Linked DNA regions of Zea mays: all the other regions are linked to region 3. The links are chromatin contacts, called in public Hi-C maps. All regions are on one chromosome and are shown on one strand. Each heading gives the region's core, a stretch centred on a gene start, on an enhancer-like site or on the middle of the called end of the contact. The rest is flanking DNA. Distances are from core to core; before and after follow the strand shown.

Region 1 (3,572 bases), core at 222-2,721, 330 kb after region 3:
ACAGGTAGATTAAAATAACAAAATGTATATGTATAGCCAGGATCACCAATGAATTACAAAATCTTTTTTCATAACAATATAACACATTTATATATAAGTTATCATGATATTAATATGTTCCCATTGCAACGCACGGGAACTAACCTAGTAATTAATTAATTTATTACCTCCTTTCGACGAACCAGCCGGCACCAAAAGATGGATCACCGTGCACGGAGCGTGCGTCCGTTGCGGGAAACGACGGGGATCTAGGCGACGCCGTGACGGTGATGCTCCCGTTCACGTTTCGCAGCTTTCGCTGCACCCCTTTGATTCACGGTGGCCCCACAGAAAAGCCCATGTCCACGGGGCCCACTCCCGGGTCCGGACACGCGCCGAGGGAGAGGGGCTCCCAGATTTTCTAGGGACTGCTACCTTCTTTTTTTAGATAAATAATAGACCAAAATCCGGTTTTACTATTTCGAGGGTAAGCGCAAATTCACATAACTTAAAAAAAAATCTAAAACATCTCACAAAACATAACAAAATTATAAGTCTAGAAGACTTAATAACTCCCCTACTCATCAGCGACTCAAACTCACTTTAAAAAACGGCTCATTACAACTCAATCCTATTTAAAAACCTCCAACCCTGATAAGCAAAAAACTGCGTGGCCACCAACTTCAGATAACGACAGATTTTAATTAAAAGATCAGCTGCTTCTTCACTTTTCTGTAGCTGCGTCTAGAGTCTGAGCCAATGAGTTCCTCCAAATAAAACCTGCAAATAAGTCAACATATGTACTTTGTTAAATATTAATTCATTTCTACTTATTCAAATAGCACAGCACATGCTGAGACACCATAATAATCAAATTCTTAGTATTTAGATCCATCTCATCAACCAACTCCAAAGATATGTTTGACAGTTCTTAGTATTTAGGGACTGCTGCCGAGTACGTTCCTTCAGATCCTCTTTGGTTCTTCCTTTTCTATTTTATTTATATTGTCACTTTACTAGACCATAGTAAGAGAGAATTCTCTTTTGTGTTAATTAACCACCCACACCGTACAAATTGAGCAAGCCTTTGTTATCTCCACATACATGTATATTAATATAAGATACATATATCTCGTTTTTAAAAGAAATATCGCATTGGTTTATTATTTTAAGACTAGTTTGTAAACTCTATTTTTCTGAGAAATTCCTATTTTTCAAGAGAAAATAAACTAATTTCTTTGAAAAAATGTAAAACTTTTGATAAAATAGGATTGTCAAACTAGACCTTATTATATGTATATGTATATGTATAAAGTATCACTGTGAAAGTATGAAAAAAGTTTAGTTCTTTTCTTTTGGTGAATATAAGAGTATAAATAATAAAAAGTGGAATAGTATAGTGCCTGAAAAGCGGCAACTAGATCGTGTTTGCCAGTACGCGGGCCCCACAGAAAAAGCCCACGTCCGCCTCCCGCTGCGAAAAAACGACACGGGCCGAGTGGACGACGGTGGCCGGACGCAGACGCAGACGCTTCCGGCTGTGAAAAAACGCACGCTCCGACCCCGCCGTCCGCCGATCCGAGGCTCCGGCCCCACTCTGTCAGCGTCACTGCGTGAGCGAGCGGGCGGCGTGCGTGATCCGGACCCGCCCCTCCTCACACCGTCGCGCACGGGAGCCAAGACGAGCCGCGCTCCGTCGCATCCACCTCGTCTCGTCACACACTCCACTCGAACGCACTACTTGATCGGCCAAAGCCAAACGAACTGGGCTCCCTCCCCTCCACTTCCTCTCCCCATGGCGCAGCAGCTCCCCTGCGTCTCGTCGCCGCGCCCGCTGCTCGCCGTGCCCGCGGGCCGGTGGCGCGCCGGCGTGCGGGGCCGGCCCAATGTGGCGGGACTGGGGCGGGGGCGGCTGTCTCTCCACGCCGCCGCCGCGCGGCCCGTGGCCGAGGCGGTGCAGGCGGAGGAGGACGACGACGACGACGACGAGGAGGTGGCCGAGGAGAGGTTCGCGCTGGGCGGCGCGTGCCGGGTGCTCGCGGGAATGCCCGCGCCGCTCGGCGCCACCGCGCTCCGCGGCGGTGTCAACTTCGCCGTCTACTCCAGCGGTGCCTCCGCCGCGTCGCTGTGCCTCTTCGCTCCCGGCGACCTCAAGGCGGTGAGCATCCCCCACCCCTAGTCTTTGATGAATGCAATTTCTGCAACGCGTGCTGCGATCCTTCTGTGTCGTTCTTCTTCTCTTTTGGAATTTGAATGGAAGGGAAGTCGGCTTCATAACTTACTCCTCTATTTCTCTCTCTCTCGAATAACTTGCTTCTCCGATGCTGTACGCTAATTTGTTTGGCTTCATAGCATACGCCGGTGCTGAAATGGACTGAGTTCTCTGTATTCCTGGTATGATGCAGGATAGGGTGACCGAGGAGGTGCCCCTCGATCCCCTGCTCAACCGAACGGGAAACGTGTGGCACGTGTTCATCCACGGGGACCAGCTGCACGGCATGCTCTACGGATACAGGTTCGATGGCGTGTTCGCCCCTGAGCGCGGACAGTACTACGATGTGTCCAACGTTGTGGTGGATCCATACGCTAAGGTGACGGGCTGTTGTCCTTTACTTTGGCTATGCGTGTGAGCTGTGACACACTCAGAAACTGATTGCTGGGTGCTTGCTCATGTTTTAGTTGTTTACTTCTTCTTGTTGTTGTTTTCTCTAGGCAGTGGTAAGCCGAGGTGAATATGGTGTGCCTGCGCCTGGTGGTAGTTGTTGGCCTCAAATGGCTGGTATGATCCCTCTTCCCTATAATAAGGTAAGCCAGAACTACTCTCGCTCACACTACCTTCCTGTTTGCTTTCATGCTGTATCCTTCTCTTCCAGTTTTATGTCCCCATGTCTGACTCACTCACGATTAAACAATAAAAAGAAACCACCGCATATATTTGGTCATTGATGATTTGAAAAGTCCGATGAACTAACTGAACAAAGCGCTAGAACTATCAACTGTAGGTTAGGATCATTGGTTCTGTTACTTAGTTTCTCGTTTGCAGGTTCAAATGGAGTGAAGTTATATTTACTGCGTATTCATGTTGTCTTTGTTATTTCATTTCGTATGATAAGGGTTTGCATTTGCAGTTTGATTGGCAAGGTGACCTACCCCTTGGGTACCATCAGAAGGACCTTGTCATATATGAAATGCATTTGCGTGGATTCACAAAGCACAACTCAAGCAAGACAAAACACCCAGGAACTTACATTGGTGCTGTGTCAAAGCTTGACCATCTAAAGGTACTGTTACGAACAGACTAGCTATAAGTCTGCGAAAGTGTCCTCATGCATTTGTTTAGGTTTTGCAACTATGCCAAGTAATGCTGCCCTAGTCTATTAGTTCATAGGCATAAACACAGATTTTACTTTGTGCTTACATAAATGTTTTTGCTCAGTAAACTTGTCAGTGGTATTGGTCGTCTTAGACTTTTTGGCATGTGTTTGTTGTTGGAATATAATATAAGTGAATTGTCAACCTTCTCCTATCAGCTTAAGCTTTTGGATAGAAAGAATTGGTTGGTGCATGTAACTTAATATGGTATTAAAGACAGA
Region 2 (3,542 bases), core at 788-3,287, 320 kb before region 3:
TCGCGCGGGGCCTGGCCGAGTGCGCGGGGTCGGCTGGCAGCGCGGCTTCAGGGGCGCACGGCTCCGCGGGCAAGCAGAGAAGAGAGGGAAGAAGAGAGAAGACAGAGGCGGCGGCTAGGACGCGACCTGCAGGGGCGGCGGCGCCTGAGTTGGTCGGAGGTGGAGGGGAAGGGGCGGCGACCAACAGGGGAGGAGCTGGCGGCTGGGAGCAGAGACCGAATTTTCCTCTGATACCATATTGGAATAGTAAACCCTAACCCTAGGGGTTGGGTGATGTATTAATAGGTTGAGTAAACTGGGCCAGGCCCATTACAGAGGGATGAGATGGTCATTACACGGGGAAGACCCCAAACCCTAAACGAGTATTCTAACACCAACCTTAGAAACCGTCAAACCGATGTGGAACTTATCCATGTTCCTCGTTCTGGGAACAATCACGTCATTGTAGTGTTTTTTTAAGTACCATACCACATTGACATACCACGTCCCCGTTCTTCGACCACATCGATCCGGGAACCTGGTTGCTAAGGTATCAAGAGAAGAAAACACACATGCTTTGCATTTTGTTTGCTCTCAAACAGAACATAGAGATTTTATGTACTTAGGGTGTCAAAGATACCAGTTGATACTTGTAAAGGACCTTGAATTATTAGTTATCATTGCCCAAATGTTCAAAAGAACAACACAACCTGACGGTACAAACGGAAAGATTCACCTGAGAATAAAACAAACTACCTTGGATTGGACTAGAGAAAAGTTGAGTACCTAAACTGCTGCGACCAAACCGAATTTCATGGCAAACTTCTTGTGGTTACAGTCTAGCATCTCGCTGAGGCTGCAGCTCGAGTTCATCTGCTTAAGCACCTTGTGGCGGTACTCCAGGCTCCTCTTGAGGCCATGGCGAAAGAACTGGGGGTAACCTACCACCTCGCCCATGTCCCGCCCCATCTCTTCGACCAGGAACTTGATCCTTGGCTCCAGGCAATGTTTGATGCTCTTGATGAGAACAGGAGGGTAACCAGCTACCAGTGCCGTGACCTGATCCCTGCTGAATCCGCGGCTCTGTAGGAACGCCAGATTGGGCCGCAGGATCTTATCCACGTCTCGCGACAGTATATCGGGGAAGGTCATGACCACCCTCTGGAGATCTGGCCCCTGTAACCCGACTTCCGACTTGAGGAACTCGGCAGTGGGGCGCAACCGCTTGTCGACGCTGTACCCCATGATATACGGCTCCTTGGTGAGGATCTTGCCGATCATGCCTTCCCTGTCGACGCCGAGGCCGGCGAGGAAGCCGACGGTCTGCGAGAACTTGGCCTCGATGCTGTAGCTGATGAGGCGCGGGTTGACCATGAGCAGCTTGGCGAGCTGCCTCTCGGAGACGCCGAGCGTCTGGAAGAAGGCGAGGAGCGGGCAGAGCTTCTCCTCGACGCTGTGGAACAGTATCTGGGGGAACTTGGCGATGGCCTGCGCCACCTCCCCGGGCCTGGCCTGCAGCGTGGCGAGGCACTGCACCGTGGGCGCGAGCTTGCCGTCCACGGACAGGGTGAGCAGCTTGGGGCACTTGGCCACCACGTGCCGCAGCTTCCGCCGCTCCATCTTGACGCCGGTCAGGAGGTAGTCCCACACGCCCGGGGCCTCGCCGGCGTCGAGGCTGTGCAGGTTCCTGCACCGCCTGGACATGCGCGCCACGGCGTCGTCGTCGAACCCGTTCTCCCGCAGCCAGCGCGCCAGGCTCTTCCCGCTGCCGTTGCTGACGCTGCCGGCCATCGTGGCCTCCTCCTCCCTCTGTCGAAAGACCGGAACTCTTTCTGAGATTCCATCGAACAGGACACGCGCGCGAATTAGAGTGCCAATGAACGACACCCTAGCCGCAGAGAATTGGGAGCGAGATGCATCACGCTACGTGCGCTAAGGGTAGACAAAGTATTACCGACAGTAATCACTCACCTTGGTCTTGCACCAGGCCGCGGAAGAGAAGAGGAGGGAGGCGACTACGCGAGTGAGGATAAGAGAAGACGATGAGGGGATAGCTAGCGCTGATTATCTGTTGCATGCATCCGTTCTTACTCCCACAACGAGGAGGCAAAATAGGCCCGTATGGCCCATGGGCCGGCCCATGGCTACCTCTGTGCTCGGTGCATTTCCTCCTGCTAAAGTACCTAATGTTCAAGACTTCTCTGAAGCTGCAAACATGAGAGACGTTCAGTTTTCTAATGGCACAGTTCAAGTTACTCTGTTACTGTTACTGGTCAGTTTATTCCAATGGCAGCTGTCACCAACAGAGTGAGGCAAATGCATGAAAAGCTTCATTCCTGGACATTTTCTTCTGATTACATCCTTTTTTTTCTCAAAACAAAAATATGATTACGTACTGGTTGATGATGATGGCATGTCACTGCAATTCAATCAAAACTGGCACAACAAAAGAATTACATTCTTTACACTTAAATCCTCACTAGGATCTTTACTCTGTTTAGGAGTAGATTCCAATTTCCAAATGCTGCGAGATAAAGGGGGGTCCTTGAGGAGGACATCCTGGAAGGAGATCTTCCCCTCAATACGCGCAGGCACGGCACTGGCAGGACTTGAATCGCAGTGCAACCGACAGACCTTGGCACTGTACAAATCCACTGCCAGATTTCATTTCTGAGGAGATAGGCCAAGTGAAGACGCAATTTCTGCCAAGTGCTGCCCTGTTGAATTCGTTATGAATGCTATAGGGACTACAGGCTGAAACACGAACTCATCATCCACCACCTGGAGGTCATAGCATGTTTTGAGTTCCATTGCTTTAGACTCTGCAGCTTCAGCCTCCTTACGTAGTATCTCAGCTTCTTCGTTATCATCTGTTTCAGCTGCAGCAGTCAGTTCTGCTCTAGCAGCAGCACAGTCTAACCGTAGTCTTCTGTAACTTGTCAACGCTGACTCTCTTCCTTTGAGTTCAATAAGCCCTTCGCATTCCTGTATCTTGTTCGTGGTTGCTACAATATCCTTTTCTATTGTCTCTAGATCAGTAGCGGCTTTCTCCAACTTACCATACAGCTCGTCCTTTTCGGAGTTAAGAGCTTTTGCCTCTGCAGCTATCCTTCCTGCTTCCTTAAAGTTTCTTGAGGCGGCAGCAACTTTCTTTTCAGCCTCTAGTTCAGGGCCTCTTTTGTCAATGAAACTCAACTTCTGCTTCAGTGCTTCCGTTTCTTGCTGTATGCTTGTTCGCCTTGAAGATACCTCCTGCAAAACATAAAATCCAGTATAAAATATTTAGAATAGCTTACATCCAAAACAAAACATAAATCACAGTATTTAAATAATATAAATATCGAAAAAATAAAATAAAAGAAGAGTTGATGTACCTGAAGAGTACTTCTTGCATCGGTAATTTTTTGCCTTTGCATTTGAATGACTTGCAAAATTTCCTCCTCCATTTTTAGCAACCCAATTCTATCCTCTCTTGACTTCAAGATCGATGATGCAAGCTTTCTTCTTATTTCAACTGATTGTCGACAAGCTTTTGCTTCAGAGGAACAAGCACCAATTATGTC
Region 3 (3,567 bases), core at 939-3,438:
CACTGGGCCCACTTGTCAGGGGTCCAGCTCTCTTGTGCATAGTCCCCTCATACTATAAAAGGGGAGCACATGCGATGCAGGAGGGTGAACACACTCAAACTAGCTATACCTAAGCTCTCAAACAGTCTAACTCACATTGGATGTAGGGTATTACGCTCCGGTGGCCTAAACCACTCTAAGGCCCTATTTAGGATAGTTCCAGCTCTATAAAATTTGGTGGAGCCAGTGGAGCAGGTCATTAGGTGCTTCAGAAAATCGTGGAGCCGATTTTGTAAACATTTAGAAGAAATTTAGATAAATCATTTTATTTATTATTTAGATTAAATATATTAAAACTATTTAAGTTGATATTATAAACTACAGCTACACACTAGAGCTAGAACTTGAAGCCATCCCAAACACACCTAAAAATCGTTGTGTTCTTGTGTTCATCCATTCGCTCACGCAAAACTCTATGCACTCTCCTCATCTTAGGACAAGGGTGGGTGCATTCCGCCACCCGGCCGAAAGATTCCCCCTTCGACAGATCCGGACAGTGTAGTTCAGATATTAGATACAGATATGGGATGCCTGATATCCGTAGGATTTTGGATATCCGGATATCTTTTTTGAATAATTGTGTGTAGTTTTGATGATTGTTTGAAGAAAAATAATAATAATACACAAATAGCCTAAAAATCATGAAATGTTATGGAGGTGTAACATATGTCCATGTATATATATATATATATTTTCTCAAAATATTTGGACCATAAAATCCATAATACGCCATCATTTTTCTATTTCGCTTCCATTTGTTGCGTGAGTTACACGTGAAATCGGTTTAAGTATCCAAGTTTCAAAATAATCAATGTTTCACTTTATCATTTTGATGTGGGGATTTAAGGTATATTATTATAGAATGTTTATTAGTCTTGATAATTTTTTTTTGCATTTTTGATCGATGCTAGAATATTTTATGAATTTAATTGTTTTTTGTTTCAACAGAAAAATTAATAATATATAAATAGCCTCAGAAATTCATGAAATTTTATAGAGATATGTCCACATATAATCCTAAAAATGGTTGGACCATAAAATTTACAAGATGTCAACGTTTATTCTATTTTACTTCCACTTATTGCATGAGTTACACGTGAATCTCTCTAAGTATCAAGTTTTAATATTATAAATACTTCACTTTATCATTTTCATGTGGAGACTTAAGGCTATGTTCTTAAAGAAATGTTTATTAGTCTTGATAACTTATTTGCAATTTTTAATCAACACTAGAATATTTTATGAATTTAATTGTATTTTGGTGATTTTTTGCATAAATAAATTAATAATACACAACCTCTGAAATTAATAAAAATTTACAGAGACACACCATATATCCACGTATAATCCTTAAAAATATTTAGATTTTAGAAGTGACTAAATCATTACAATAACGGTAATATGTGTGGAATGATGTCTTACATGATATCCGATAAAAAATTATTACAAACGCTATTTGTGTCTGATTAATTTCGTATTCGACACATGATTATTTGTATTTGTATCGAAAACATCCGTATTTAAATTCGTATCGGAAGCTATAATTCAATTCTGAATAAAAATATAAAAATAAATATAGTTTCACTGATATCTAGCCCCGCTCTATGAAGCTCTCGTGTAGTCATATGGGCCCATATGGGCCCGCTGTGTTGTGCGAGTTACCGTCTCGTGTCCCCACCCCGTCACAGTCAGGTACATCGGCCGACGCGGACGGCGCTGGCAAAACCTAGAGCTCTTTGGTAGGGCTTATTTTTCAGCTTCGGCTCTGGCTCATGCAAAAGTTGTGTCAATCATCTCTTTTTCAAATGGCTTCACCAGTGAAGTGCTTTTCTAAAATGAACTAGAGGGTATGAGCCAAAAAAGTGGCTCACCCGGCTTCAGCTTACGTCATTTTTGCACAATAGCCCTTCCACCAGTCCAAATTATTTTTTTGGTCTTGCCCTTAATCCCTAGCCACGTACAGGAGAGATAAACTGTACAAGGGTCTTTCTGAAAAACAACCTATAAGCCGTTTTGCCAAATGATTTTTTTAGAATAGCTTTGGCTCATCTAAATAAGTGGTTTCAGCTCGTGAGTCAGAGCCCAAGCCGTTTTTGAAGAAACCAGAACCCTGCCAAAGGGACCCCTAATCTGATGTGCACCTGAGTTCGAAGCCGGACCCCTAATCTGATGTGCACCTGAGTTCGAAGCCGAATTCACGACTGCAATTGCAAAACCCTAGCTACCGCTTCGCCGAATTCCCTGTCCTCCGCCCGCTTCGCCGAATTCCCTGTCCTCCGCCCGCTTCGCCGAATTTCCTCTCCTCCCCGCCCGCCGCCCGTCACCGCGGCTTCGTCTGCGCTTGTCCCTCCCGTTCCAAGGAGCACGTGCTTCTCGCCGCGCCGTTCGCCCGCCGCCGCCGCCACCGGTTCATCGCCAGCTATGTCTTCTCAGGTACCGCCCTCACCTCCTCGGTTCCGCCGGTCGATTAGGGTTCGAGTCAGTGTAGTCGCCCATCAGTCGCGCTGGAAGCTTGTTAGCTTTGTTATTTGAGCTCCCCACTCTGTGTTCGTCGACCCCCCTCTGGATCCCGCCTATCCGGCGTGGTCTCACGAATTAGTATGTGGGTTCACAGGTCGACAGCCGCAGCCAGTCCGCCGGGAAGCGCGCGCGCACCGACGGTAGGTTGCTCTTGCTCCGCCGCCTCGTTATCTCACTCTCCGTATCTATCTATAAGTTGCATCTGAGTGAATTCCCCTCGGCGTGGGACAATAAACCTCCTTCTCAGGCAGCCGGCGTGAGGACGACTGGGTTTGCCCCAGCTGCAAGAACGTTAACTTCGCCTTTCGCACCACTTGCAACATGCGCAACTGCAACCAGTCCAGGCCAGCAGATCACACGGTACATGATGGTTTCACCTCGCTTTACTGCAGATTGTTGGCTTGCTGCTTTGCGCATAGTGTACCTGTGGTTACTTCTGCTTGTTGCTTGCCCGTTTGCATTTACCTGGTGCTGCTATTGCTTTCTGTTCAGAAGGCCATGCAGACCCCGCCTCGCTATCCCACATCAGGAGGTTACATGAGCCCAGGGACGCCACCGTCGATGTACCTTGGTGGTGGTGCTCCCCCATATGGCTCTTCAATGTTTAACGGGCCTGCAATGACGCGCTATGGTATCACACAGTTCCCTGGGGGTTCTGCGTATCCATATGGATATGGTGGCCGCATATCAATGGGGAGCCCCTACGGGCCAATGCAAATGGCTGGGCCAACCGCATACTCTGGTGGATCTATGATGGGAGCAGGTAGGTAACTGGGCTTCTGGCTATGGGAGGCATGCCCTATTTTTATATTGCCCTTGCATTAATTAATATAGCTATCAAATTAAATAGGCAAATCCGGTGCTTTCGGTAACGACTTTTATGCAAATCATAGTGTGTTAAACTATTAGTTTTACATAATATGAACAATGCAATTTATTTTCACTTGATCTTCATTTCCACAAATGCTGGCAATAGATAATACCCTTTGCAGTACCATTGTGTTCTGC

The links. Hi-C and Micro-C count contacts between places; a contact is called where the count stands out from the background.
Region 1: a Hi-C map of endosperm shows a contact between it and region 3, with 3 times the contacts expected there. The contact joins the promoter of LOC542318 here to the promoter of LOC100280526 in region 3. A contact is called at or near these places in 6 of 25 Hi-C or Micro-C datasets (ear, endosperm, leaf and 1 more).
Region 2: a Hi-C map of endosperm shows a contact between it and region 3, with 2.9 times the contacts expected there. The contact joins the promoter of LOC100286256 here to the promoter of LOC100280526 in region 3. A contact is called at or near these places in 10 of 25 Hi-C or Micro-C datasets (bundle sheath, ear, endosperm and 4 more) and 1 of 3 datasets of contacts at active chromatin or transcription factors (leaf).

The regions. Positions count from the first base shown.
Region 1 is chr4:43,428,457-43,432,028 of Zm-B73-REFERENCE-NAM-5.0, forward strand. It overlaps LOC542318 (sugary 1), which reads left to right and starts at 1,472. Exons shown (of 18, transcript XM_008680135.3): 1 at 1,472-2,137; 2 at 2,385-2,570; 3 at 2,692-2,784; 4 at 3,108-3,260. The coding sequence starts at 1,775.
Region 2 is chr4:42,772,030-42,775,571 of Zm-B73-REFERENCE-NAM-5.0, forward strand. It overlaps LOC100286256, which reads right to left and starts at 2,038. Exons shown (of 2, transcript NM_001401776.1): 1 at 1,951-2,038; 2 at 599-1,788. The coding sequence starts at 1,770. The coding sequence ends at 766. LOC100383143 reads right to left here. Exons shown (of 3, transcript NM_001175809.1): 2 at 3,354-3,542; 3 at 2,289-3,231. The coding sequence ends at 2,644.
Region 3 is chr4:43,094,814-43,098,380 of Zm-B73-REFERENCE-NAM-5.0, forward strand. It overlaps LOC100280526, which reads left to right and starts at 2,189. Exons shown (of 10, transcript NM_001153444.1): 1 at 2,189-2,472; 2 at 2,654-2,699; 3 at 2,807-2,919; 4 at 3,055-3,322. The coding sequence starts at 2,461.